Linked DNA regions of Mus musculus: all the other regions are linked to region 1. A link is a contact called in public HiChIP or PLAC-seq data. All regions are on one chromosome and are shown on one strand. The core of a region is the stretch at or near the end of the contact, and the rest is flanking DNA. Distances in the headings are between cores, read along the strand shown. Region 1 overlaps Plxdc1 (plexin domain containing 1). Region 2 holds the start of Rpl19 (ribosomal protein L19). Region 3 has its middle 22 kb from the start of Stac2.

What was found. HiChIP or PLAC-seq counts read pairs in DNA pulled down with a chosen protein or histone mark.
Region 2: an H3K4me3 HiChIP or PLAC-seq map of the SCID.adh cell line shows a contact between it and region 1, with 24 read pairs. The contact joins the promoter of Rpl19 here to the enhancer-like site in region 1. A contact is called at or near these places in 2 of 39 promoter capture datasets (embryonic stem cells and stem cell-derived epiblast-like cells), 1 of 15 datasets of contacts at CTCF or cohesin (CD8 T cells), 2 of 484 Hi-C or Micro-C datasets (cerebral cortex and large pre-B cells), 10 of 115 datasets of contacts at active chromatin or transcription factors (CD8 T cells, the SCID.adh cell line, bone marrow-derived macrophages and 6 more) and 3 of 9 other capture datasets (adipose tissue, liver and pancreatic islet).
Region 3: an H3K27ac HiChIP or PLAC-seq map of regulatory T cells shows a contact between it and region 1, with 3 times the contacts expected there. The contact joins two enhancer-like sites. A contact is called at or near these places in 9 of 39 promoter capture datasets (the C10 cell line, cranial neural crest, embryonic stem cells and 5 more), 2 of 484 Hi-C or Micro-C datasets (large pre-B cells and liver) and 2 of 115 datasets of contacts at active chromatin or transcription factors (large pre-B cells and regulatory T cells).

The regions. Positions count from the first base shown.
Region 1 is chr11:97,953,928-97,956,797 of GRCm38.p6, forward strand. It overlaps Plxdc1 (plexin domain containing 1), which reads right to left. Exons shown (of 14, transcript NM_028199.3): 3 at 2,496-2,639; 4 at 2,172-2,241; 5 at 1,474-1,596; 6 at 824-942; 7 at 1-55. Among named protein-coding and RNA genes, the nearest start is that of Plxdc1, 31 kb to the right of the region's middle. Within about 2 kb of position 1,409, at least 54 of the 459 cell types and tissues checked have an H3K27ac peak or open chromatin away from gene starts, as enhancers often do. A contact at or near this core is called in CD8 T cells, the SCID.adh cell line, double positive thymocytes and 2 more, where this site is marked.
Region 2 is chr11:98,025,411-98,028,268 of GRCm38.p6, forward strand. Rpl19 (ribosomal protein L19) reads left to right here and starts at 1,514. Exons shown (of 6, transcript NM_009078.2): 1 at 1,514-1,580; 2 at 2,413-2,519. The coding sequence starts at 1,576.
Region 3 is chr11:98,074,114-98,077,008 of GRCm38.p6, forward strand. No RefSeq gene overlaps it. Among named protein-coding and RNA genes, the nearest start is that of Stac2, 22 kb to the left of the region's middle. Within about 2 kb of position 1,473, at least 30 of the 459 cell types and tissues checked have an H3K27ac peak or open chromatin away from gene starts, as enhancers often do. A contact at or near this core is called in regulatory T cells, where this site is marked.

The DNA of each region.
Region 1 (2,870 bases), core at 159-2,658:
GGCCTGCCTTGACAGGGTGCTGGGCAGAGCTGATATCCAGGACAGCCATGGGGATCTGCAGCAGGAAGAAGAGGCACCTGCCATCCACCCGGAACCCTCTGCGGTCACAAAGTCCCCACTCAGTTCCACACCCAGCTGTCTGCTCAGAGCTCGAGAACCCGAACGCCTGCAACCACACTCCAGAACTGCTGTGCTTCCTCCTGCATGGATCCTCTAGCTCTTCACAGGCCAGAAGTCGCCCTTGGCTTCCCCCTTTCTTTCCTTTACTCTCCATCTCTTCTCATTCATCCCCAAATACCAGGAGTCAACCTGGTGGCTCTCATCTCTGTCCAGTCCTCTGTCTCCCAAGTCAAAGCTGTGTCACTTTCCTTACACCATCTCCCGGCATTCCCTTAAGTCCCCAACAAACAGTCTGTCTGCTCTGAAGCCAGAGTGGTCTTTGCAAAAGACCATCTGGTTGTTCCCCTGCCTCATCCTCTGACTCTCCGGTCCAGAGAAGCTACCTTCTAGTGCACTGGTTCTCAGCCTTCCTAACGCTATGACCCTTTAATATAGTCCCTCCTTTTCTCCTGGAAGCTTCCCTTGGCCTCTGACGACGTGAAGACCCCCACAGCAGGCTCTTTGCACCTTTATGTGGGGGCACCAGTCATAGCAGCAATTCAGTGTTTGTCTTTGTAATCATCTCTCTGTGAAATTTGTAGCTGCGTAAGCCCCAAGTCCAGATAAGCCCAGAGCAGTCTTGGCACCTAGCCCGGTCCCCCCCACACTACAGCTCCTCTACAAAGCTTTGCTGCATGAATGACAGGCTCTAAAACATACTCACCTCTTTGTAGCCGAAGACAATGCGGCCATCTCGGTGTAGGGCCGCCTGGAAGGTGAAGCTGCCCCTGTCCTCCCGGTCCTGGAGGTAAACATGATCCCACTGAACCACAAAAACGGTCCCTGGGGAAGAGAACAGAGTCTTGGCTGAACAGGGAGACAGTGCAGGGGACCCAGCAGATATCGTGGTGGTCGGAGATGGGAGCCATTTGTGAGTTTGAGAAGCGGGAACTAAGCAACCCACAGACACCAGCCTGGTTTCCGAGTCATAGAGGCCCCCAAAAGATCCTGTTTCTGCTCTAGCTCTCCAAATTGCTCATCTCTTATGATGTGCACACCTCTCTCTTGCCTCTCCTGATTCCTGGAGACAAAAGGAGAACATGGAAATGCCTGTCTCCTACATGAGTGGGGGCTCATGGTTGTAAGAAGCAGAGGACACCCCCTCCCCGAAAGGTTTGGCACCCTCATCTGGCTCAACAAGGCTAGACAGCACCACCTCAGTTCCCTTCTTTCAGATGAGAAGACAGCACAGGGTAGAAGGAAAGGTGGCTGCCTGCCTGTGTGACTGTGGGCTGAGGGCTCCCAGGAAGTGGTTAGACCAGGAACACCCACCCCGGTGCTGGGTGAACTATATACTCTAAGATCTGACCTCACCATTGTCAAAGTAAGCAACCGTGGAGTTGTCAGAGTAGCCGGGGTTGAAGTTGGCCATCAGGGGTGCCACATACTGCGTAGCTGTGAGCATCCGGTGGAGCATGTCCCCCATGAAGATGAAGCCTAAGGAGAGAGAAGTTTGGAGGTATCAGAGATGGGTCAAAAAGTTACCTCTAGGGTCTCCCCCATCCCCCCACTGGCAGGGGCTAGAAAAGAGTCTGATGGCTTCAACCCCTCCCTACCCAGTGGGCTCTGTACTTGGTGAGATAGAAAAATGGCCCAGATTAGAGAATGCTTGCCCCATATCTCTGGATAGGCACAGATTACAAGCACAAGGGGTGGGAGAAGGGAGAGGAAGTGACTCCCAACCTCTCCTGTTTCAGGAAATAGGATGAAAGTAACAGGAAGTCAGAGAGGTCCTCGGATCAGGGGACCTGAGTCCTTGATCCCTCGGTCTCCGAAAAAGAGACCCCAGAGGTCCACATGCCAGCTGTTTGGGCCCAGAGTAATGAACTCATGCTCAGAGTCCCACAGGCAGGCACGCACACAGATCATCTGATTTGGGTGGGGCAATTGAGACAGTCCCTGAGTTCCTCCCTCCCTCACCCACCTATCCACCACCTGTTTTCAGTGAGTCCCTCTCTGAGTCAGGCTGAGACCTCCACGTCCTCCCCCCAACCTCATTGGTTTGTCCTTACCTCCGGTTGCTATGGTGATCTGCCGCAGAGGATGCCCATAGAAAGGGAAATCAAAGGACAAGACCACTCTCTGCAGGGACAGGAGAGAGTCCCCATGGGTGGTACTGCCTGCCAGACACAGGTCACCCTCCCTACACCAGACTTATCTGAACAATGTGGGCACCAGCATATCCAGGGGATGGCTCCTAGGATGACAGCTGGGTACCCCACTGAGCTTCCTCTGACTGAACCCGCTCCAATTACAAATCTCAGGCCATAGCCCCATGTACTCCCAGGCCGCCATTGCTGGCCTAGCCCCGAGTCCTGTTAGGCCTAGGCACTCACTGAAGCCTGTCGGTGAGAACTGGAGAGGATCCTGTGGATCTTCACATGACTCCGGTTGGCCACAGCCAGGTCCACCCACAGATCCTGGCTTTGTTTCTCACCAGGGCCGTAGACACGGGACACGTAGTAGTTATGGTTGTCCTCCTGCGGGGACAGAGACAGAGCCTAGAGGTGGCGTGAGGAGCCAGGCAAGCTGGGCACCATCCTCTGCTTCTCCCTACTCAGACTTCCCAATATCCTCCTGGCCCAGCGCACCTGACTGAATGCTTTAGGCCTGAAAGTCCCTGCAACACCCTTGGTGTCTCTCCCAAGCCATTCCTCAACAAGTCTGGCCGTTGCTCCACGTATACTCAGCCCTGTCCTGTCCAGACAAGC
Region 2 (2,858 bases), core at 264-2,763, 72 kb after region 1:
TTTTACTGCTTAGAAAATTCAAAGAAGATAGCAACCAAGCACAGAGACGCAGACCTGTAAGTGCAATTCAAGCACTGGAGAGAAGGTAGAGGCAGGAAGATAGAGTTGAGGCCATCCTAGGCTACATAACAGGACCTTGTCTCAAAAACAAGCAGAGAAAAAGAAAGACTCTTGATTCAAGTAAGCAAGAGGACCAGAACCCTGATCTAGACCAGGCTGTTCTCAAACTCACAGAGATCCACCTGCCTTTGCCTCCTGAGTGCTGGTACATACTACAATACCCAGCTTGGGTCTAGGACTTTTAAAAAACAGGGTTATTTTTATTTATGTGCATATCCATGCATGCCATCATATCTGCTCTACCTCACTGTGCCAGCGCATGAGACTGGCACAGGGCACCAGGTAGCAAGGAGTTACTGACAGTTCTGAATGTTTACAGGCAGATATGGATGTTGGGAATCCAACTGCAATCCATTGCAAACGCACAAGCCTGTGCCATCTCTAGTCCCACTCCCTGGTTTTTGGGTTTGTTTTTTAATCGGGGCTCCCAATATCCGGGCTGGCCTTGAACTCCATATGTCGCTAAGGGTGGCCTTGAAATTCTGATCCTTCTGCCTCCCAAGTACTGGGGTCTTATTCTGTAGCCCAGATTGCCTGGACCACCTTAAATTTGGGTCCATATCATTTCCTGACAGGATTAAGGGAGTAAGCCAGCTGCTCCGCTCCGGAGCTCCAGATATTTGAACTTTTGGCCCCCAGAACATTCTCTTTGGGTTTTCAGTCAGAGGTCTCCAAAGCCATTCGTCCTTTTTTGTTCTGACAACCCTTCGTTTAGTCAATGTAGGGTCTCCTCACACGGACTTGCTACAGTGCAGATTGAGCCAAACGAGATTGGTTCCGCTTGCTTGTGCTAACGCCTTTTTTGTAATAGTAGATGCATATGATTTTCACAAGTGGATGACAGAAATACGAGGCTTAGGTTCAGACTACAATGGAGATTGAAATGGAAGCATCCAGAGATAGGGATCTGCGGGGGCACTGAGAAAAATCTCTTGGTTTTTGCCTGCGCGCGAGCTACTACTCTCTGGGAGCGAAAGCGGGGTAGTGTCCGCTGGCTCTCCGCCGTCCTTATTCTCTAACACTCCCTTCGCTCCTTTTCTCCCAGCTAATCTAGAAACCTTTCACAGACCGCTAGCCCTCCGCGAAGACCAGGCCGTCCAGGCCAAACCCTCCTCACGCCGCCTGCGCGACTTAGCGTGACTTCCGGCTACCCAGAGGACCACGTGACCAAACGCCCTCACTGCGCATGTGCGCCGCGGAGTCGGACTGAACCATTTTGCCCGACGAAAGGGGTAGGTCTTTTGTGTTTTACAGTTTAAAACTGATTCTCGATCTCCAGTATCTAGGATCACGATTTTTTAGGAAGAAAACAAATTAGTGTGAGATGAAATAAGGTGAAATAGCGTAGCGTAAATACAGACAATCATGGAGTGGGGCTTGGGCTCTCCCCTTCGCAGATAATGGGCGGAGCCTGCGGCCCACAAGCTCTTTCCTTTCGCTGCTGCGGCCGCAGCCATGAGGTGAGCGGGCCCGGCTCTCGGTTCTTGGCCGATGAGGTCGACGGGGCCGACGGGGCCGGCAAGGCTTGGCAGGGATCGGGGCCGGGACCCCGGATGGCAGAGGGGAGAGGGGAGGCGAGCGTGGTGCGGCCGCACCCGGAGCGCGGAGAGCGCGCACGGCCTGGGCCTAGGGAGGGTGGAACGCGGGACGCCGAGGCCCGAAGATCTCCCGCGGGCGCCGCTCTCTGCCTGTCACGCGTTGTGAGGCAGGGCGCGGGGAGAGCAGCGGCGACAGGGCCCTGAGTGGCTCCTCGGCTCGCCGGAGCCCAACAGACCCCTACCATGTAACGTGGGACAAGTCTCGGGCAAGGCCAGGCCTCCGAGTGCGGAGGATGAGGTGCCGGGTCGGCTTCCGCCCGAACGGCTGGACGAGGTTTATTAACGTGAAAAAGAGCCCAGAAAGCAAAGAGCCTCGCCTGTTCTGGGTAAACAGGCTGCGTCACAGTCGAGTCTGATCAATTCGTGTCTGATCCTTAACATTAAAGTCTTCACCGAGCCAAGTACCCGGAAGAGCTTAAGCACCCCTTCCCCCCACCCCAGATCTCAAATGGCTGGCCACTTTGGCCACGTTCATTGCCCAGGTCTTTCTTGGTTTGGATTTAAGGCCTTGCTTTGGAAATAGTTATTAGAGGACAGGAAGGGGTGGCAAAAATTTTAGGTCTAGGGGGTGTGTTTGCCCTTAATAGAAATGTATGCATACTGGTGTATATTTTAGAGGGAAGATTTTGCTTGGAGTGTTTGTTGTTGTTCAGATGTCGCTTCCAGGGCTTACTAGTGCTTTCTGTGTACCCAGTATGCTCAGGCTACAGAAGAGGCTTGCCTCTAGTGTCCTCCGCTGCGGGAAAAAGAAGGTCTGGTTGGATCCCAATGAGACCAATGAAATCGCCAATGCCAACTCCCGTGAGTATGATCTGTCACCCTCACTCACTATCTACCTATAAGGAGATAAGTATGTATGTCTTATACATATATCATTGTATATAGAAATAGTTTATAGGGTGCAACCATCTCGTGTTACATTAATAATTTATGAGTAAAGTGAGTATTTTATGTCCCGTGGAAGTTTTTGATATTTAAAGACTGGAGGATGTTGGATGAGGTTTCAAGACAGAAGCAAGCCTTGTTAGTATCAGACCAAGTACTTTGTTAAACTGCATTTCAGATACACCAATATGCTATGAAATATTTACGAGGTAAATGTTCTTTTTAAAATAAGTATTCCAGGATTTCATCTCCTTT
Region 3 (2,895 bases), core at 223-2,722, 120 kb after region 1:
GGCAGGTGGATTTCTGAGTTCGAGGCCAGCCTGGTCTACAAAGTGAGTTCCAGGACAGCCAGGAATGCACAGAGAAACCCCATCACAAAATAAACAAAAAAAATGACAAACAAAATATTTAAAATACAACTAAGGTGGAGTGAGACCTGAGAAAGGCACTTGGGGTTGACTTTAAACTTCTACACACATGCATACACACTCACACATGTGCAGAAACACACACTCACATGGCACTGGAGACTAGGAATGAGGGTGTACACCTGTAACCTGTGCACACTTGGAGACTGAAGTAGAAAGATTACCATCAGTTTGAGGTCCGTCTAATCTAGAATGGAATCCTGTCTCATAATCCTCTTTCCCCAAATCCTTGATGTCAGATGTAGTGGCTCACTCCTGTAATCCCAGCATAAGAAAGGCTGAGTCCAAGGCCTGCTTGGGTTACAGAGTGAGAAGGTGTCTCAAAAAGCTAAGGGCTAGGGGCTGGAGAGGTGCCTCAGTGGGTAAGCGCACTTGCAGCTCTTGCAGAGGATACAGGCTGAGTTCCCAGCATACACTCGTGGCTCATAACTACCGGAAGTCTCGTTCCAGGGGATCTGATGCCTTCTTCTGAAGTCTTCAGGAACCCAGGCACTCACACAATGCCCATACATACATGCAGACAAAATACACACATAAAGGAAAAAGAAATAAATCTATTAAAAAAAAAATCAGGTGGTAGCGGTACACGCCTTTAATCCCAGCACTCTGGAGGCAGAGGCAGGAGGATTTCTGAGTTAGAGGCCAGCCTGGTCCAGTTCCAGGACAGCCAGGACTATGCAGAGAAACCCTGTCTCGAAAAACAAAAACAAACAAAAAAGACTTTATCACTCTCTTAGCGCCCACAGGAGCTGACTGACCTGGAAACAGAAACCTGACCTTGCCTCCCATCACTTCCTGGCTCTCTCTTCTATTCTCTAGACCTATGACAGGCTGCCTCTTTCTGCTGAAACTTTGACCAGGCTAATGCCTTTCTTCCAAACAGGGACCTAACCTGGCCTCTTGACAGCCTTGAGCGGAGCCCATACAGACCCTTTTGAAAAACCCAGGTTCTCCCTGCTATCTGTACCTCCCGACCCCCCACTTCTGCAACCATAGCCTATTTTGGGGCCTCACCTGCCTCTCAGTTTCTGTCCCCAGCAAGGGGAGGTAGGATGAACCTGTTTTAGCTTCTGGTGTGTGAGACCGGAGGCTGGCATAGAGGAGGCCAGGGACAGTGTGCACTGAAGCCTGACCGGTTCAGGGGCGCCTTGCAACCTGGCTGGCCACACTACTGCCCGAGACTCTGGTCCCTTTCCCGGGCCCAGTTCTTCAGAGATTCACTTGGCTCCTTGGGGGTGTAGTCCAGCTAAATGGAGTCTTCCAATTTCTCCAAAACCTACCTTAAAGCCGCAAGGCTTCTTCTCAGTCTCCGGAACAGATTCTCTCTGCCCCCTGGTGGCCAAGTATGGTACGGCCACAGTTGATACCAAAACAAGAGTCCCGACAGGATGCAGCTAGGCTCTTAGGCTTGTGAATCTCCTTCCCATAGTCATCGTGAATCCCTGGGCCCCTTGGGCACCTCAGTGGTCTTCATGCTGAACCCCAGAGACTGCATCTCAGAGATGACGTCCTGTCTGCGTGAGCACTCCAGCTAATGTGGGAAGCTGGCCAGCTTTACTGATGGGGCTGACATGTGGCAGGGACCAGAACTATAAGCAACTGAGGGTGGGCATTCATGAAAATAACTTTTCTCCCTTGGCTTGCTGTGTCCTTCAACTGACTTTTACTGAGGACCAAGAGCTACTTGGCACTACTGTGAATAGCTTTCTCTCGGCTTGATATAGATAACATACATGACTCCTTGTACACAGGGTCCAGAAATGTTAACTCTTTCAAGGACATACAGCTAGAAGTGGTGGACGTGCGGTTTGGGCAGGTTAGGGCTGTCTGTAGGCTAAGGGACTGTGTCTCCGGCCTCCCAGCCTCAACCTCAGACTCCTTCCCCTTTCCTGGTCCTTTCTGCCTCTGTAGGAACTAATCTGTTGACGTTCACCCATCAGGACCTTATCCAGACCTGCAGGACTGACATTCCCATCTAGCAGGCGCTTCATAAACTGTTTGAGCCTGAAGGTACCTTACAGGCCACTTGAGTCATGCTCCTGCCTCCCCAACTGAGTCTCATGTAGCTCAGGCTGACCTTGAACTCACTAAGTAGACATGGCTTTGACCTCTTGATCCTCCTGCCTCCTTCTCCCTAGTCCTGGGATTATAATATAAAAAGCTTTTTATAGGGGGCTGGAGAGATGGCTCATCGGTTAAGGGCCCTGAGTTCAATTTTCAGCAACCATATGATGGTTTCACAACCATCTATACTGGGGTGGGATACCCTCTTCTGCCATTCAGGTGTACATACAGATAGAGCACTCATATTTAAAATAAATACATCTCAAAAAGTAAAGAAGAAAAGAATGATAGCAGAATCCTTTTTGTTTCTGGTGTTGAGGATCAAACCCTGGGCCTCATGAATGTACTGAGTCCTCCCAGCCACTCAGATCCATGGCCTTTTTGACTATGGCCCTGGGGGCAGCTGTGTTCTCAGTAAGCAAGTATAAGGGCAGGTGGAATTAACTGACCCCTCCCTGGGCCGGGCCCAGGTTCCTTTCTATTGGACTCCATGTGGCTCTAAAGACAGATGTGTCTCCCTGTCACTTCTCTTTGCTCTTCCTGAACTGAAAAGATGAGTCTTCCTTTGTAAAGGAGGATGGTGGTAAAGGAAGATGACCGTCTGGCTGGGCTGAACCCAGCACACACCTGGGCACACGAGGCTGGGCGGAGGGGATCCTGAGTGCAAGACCAGCCTGAGACAGTGAGGCTGTC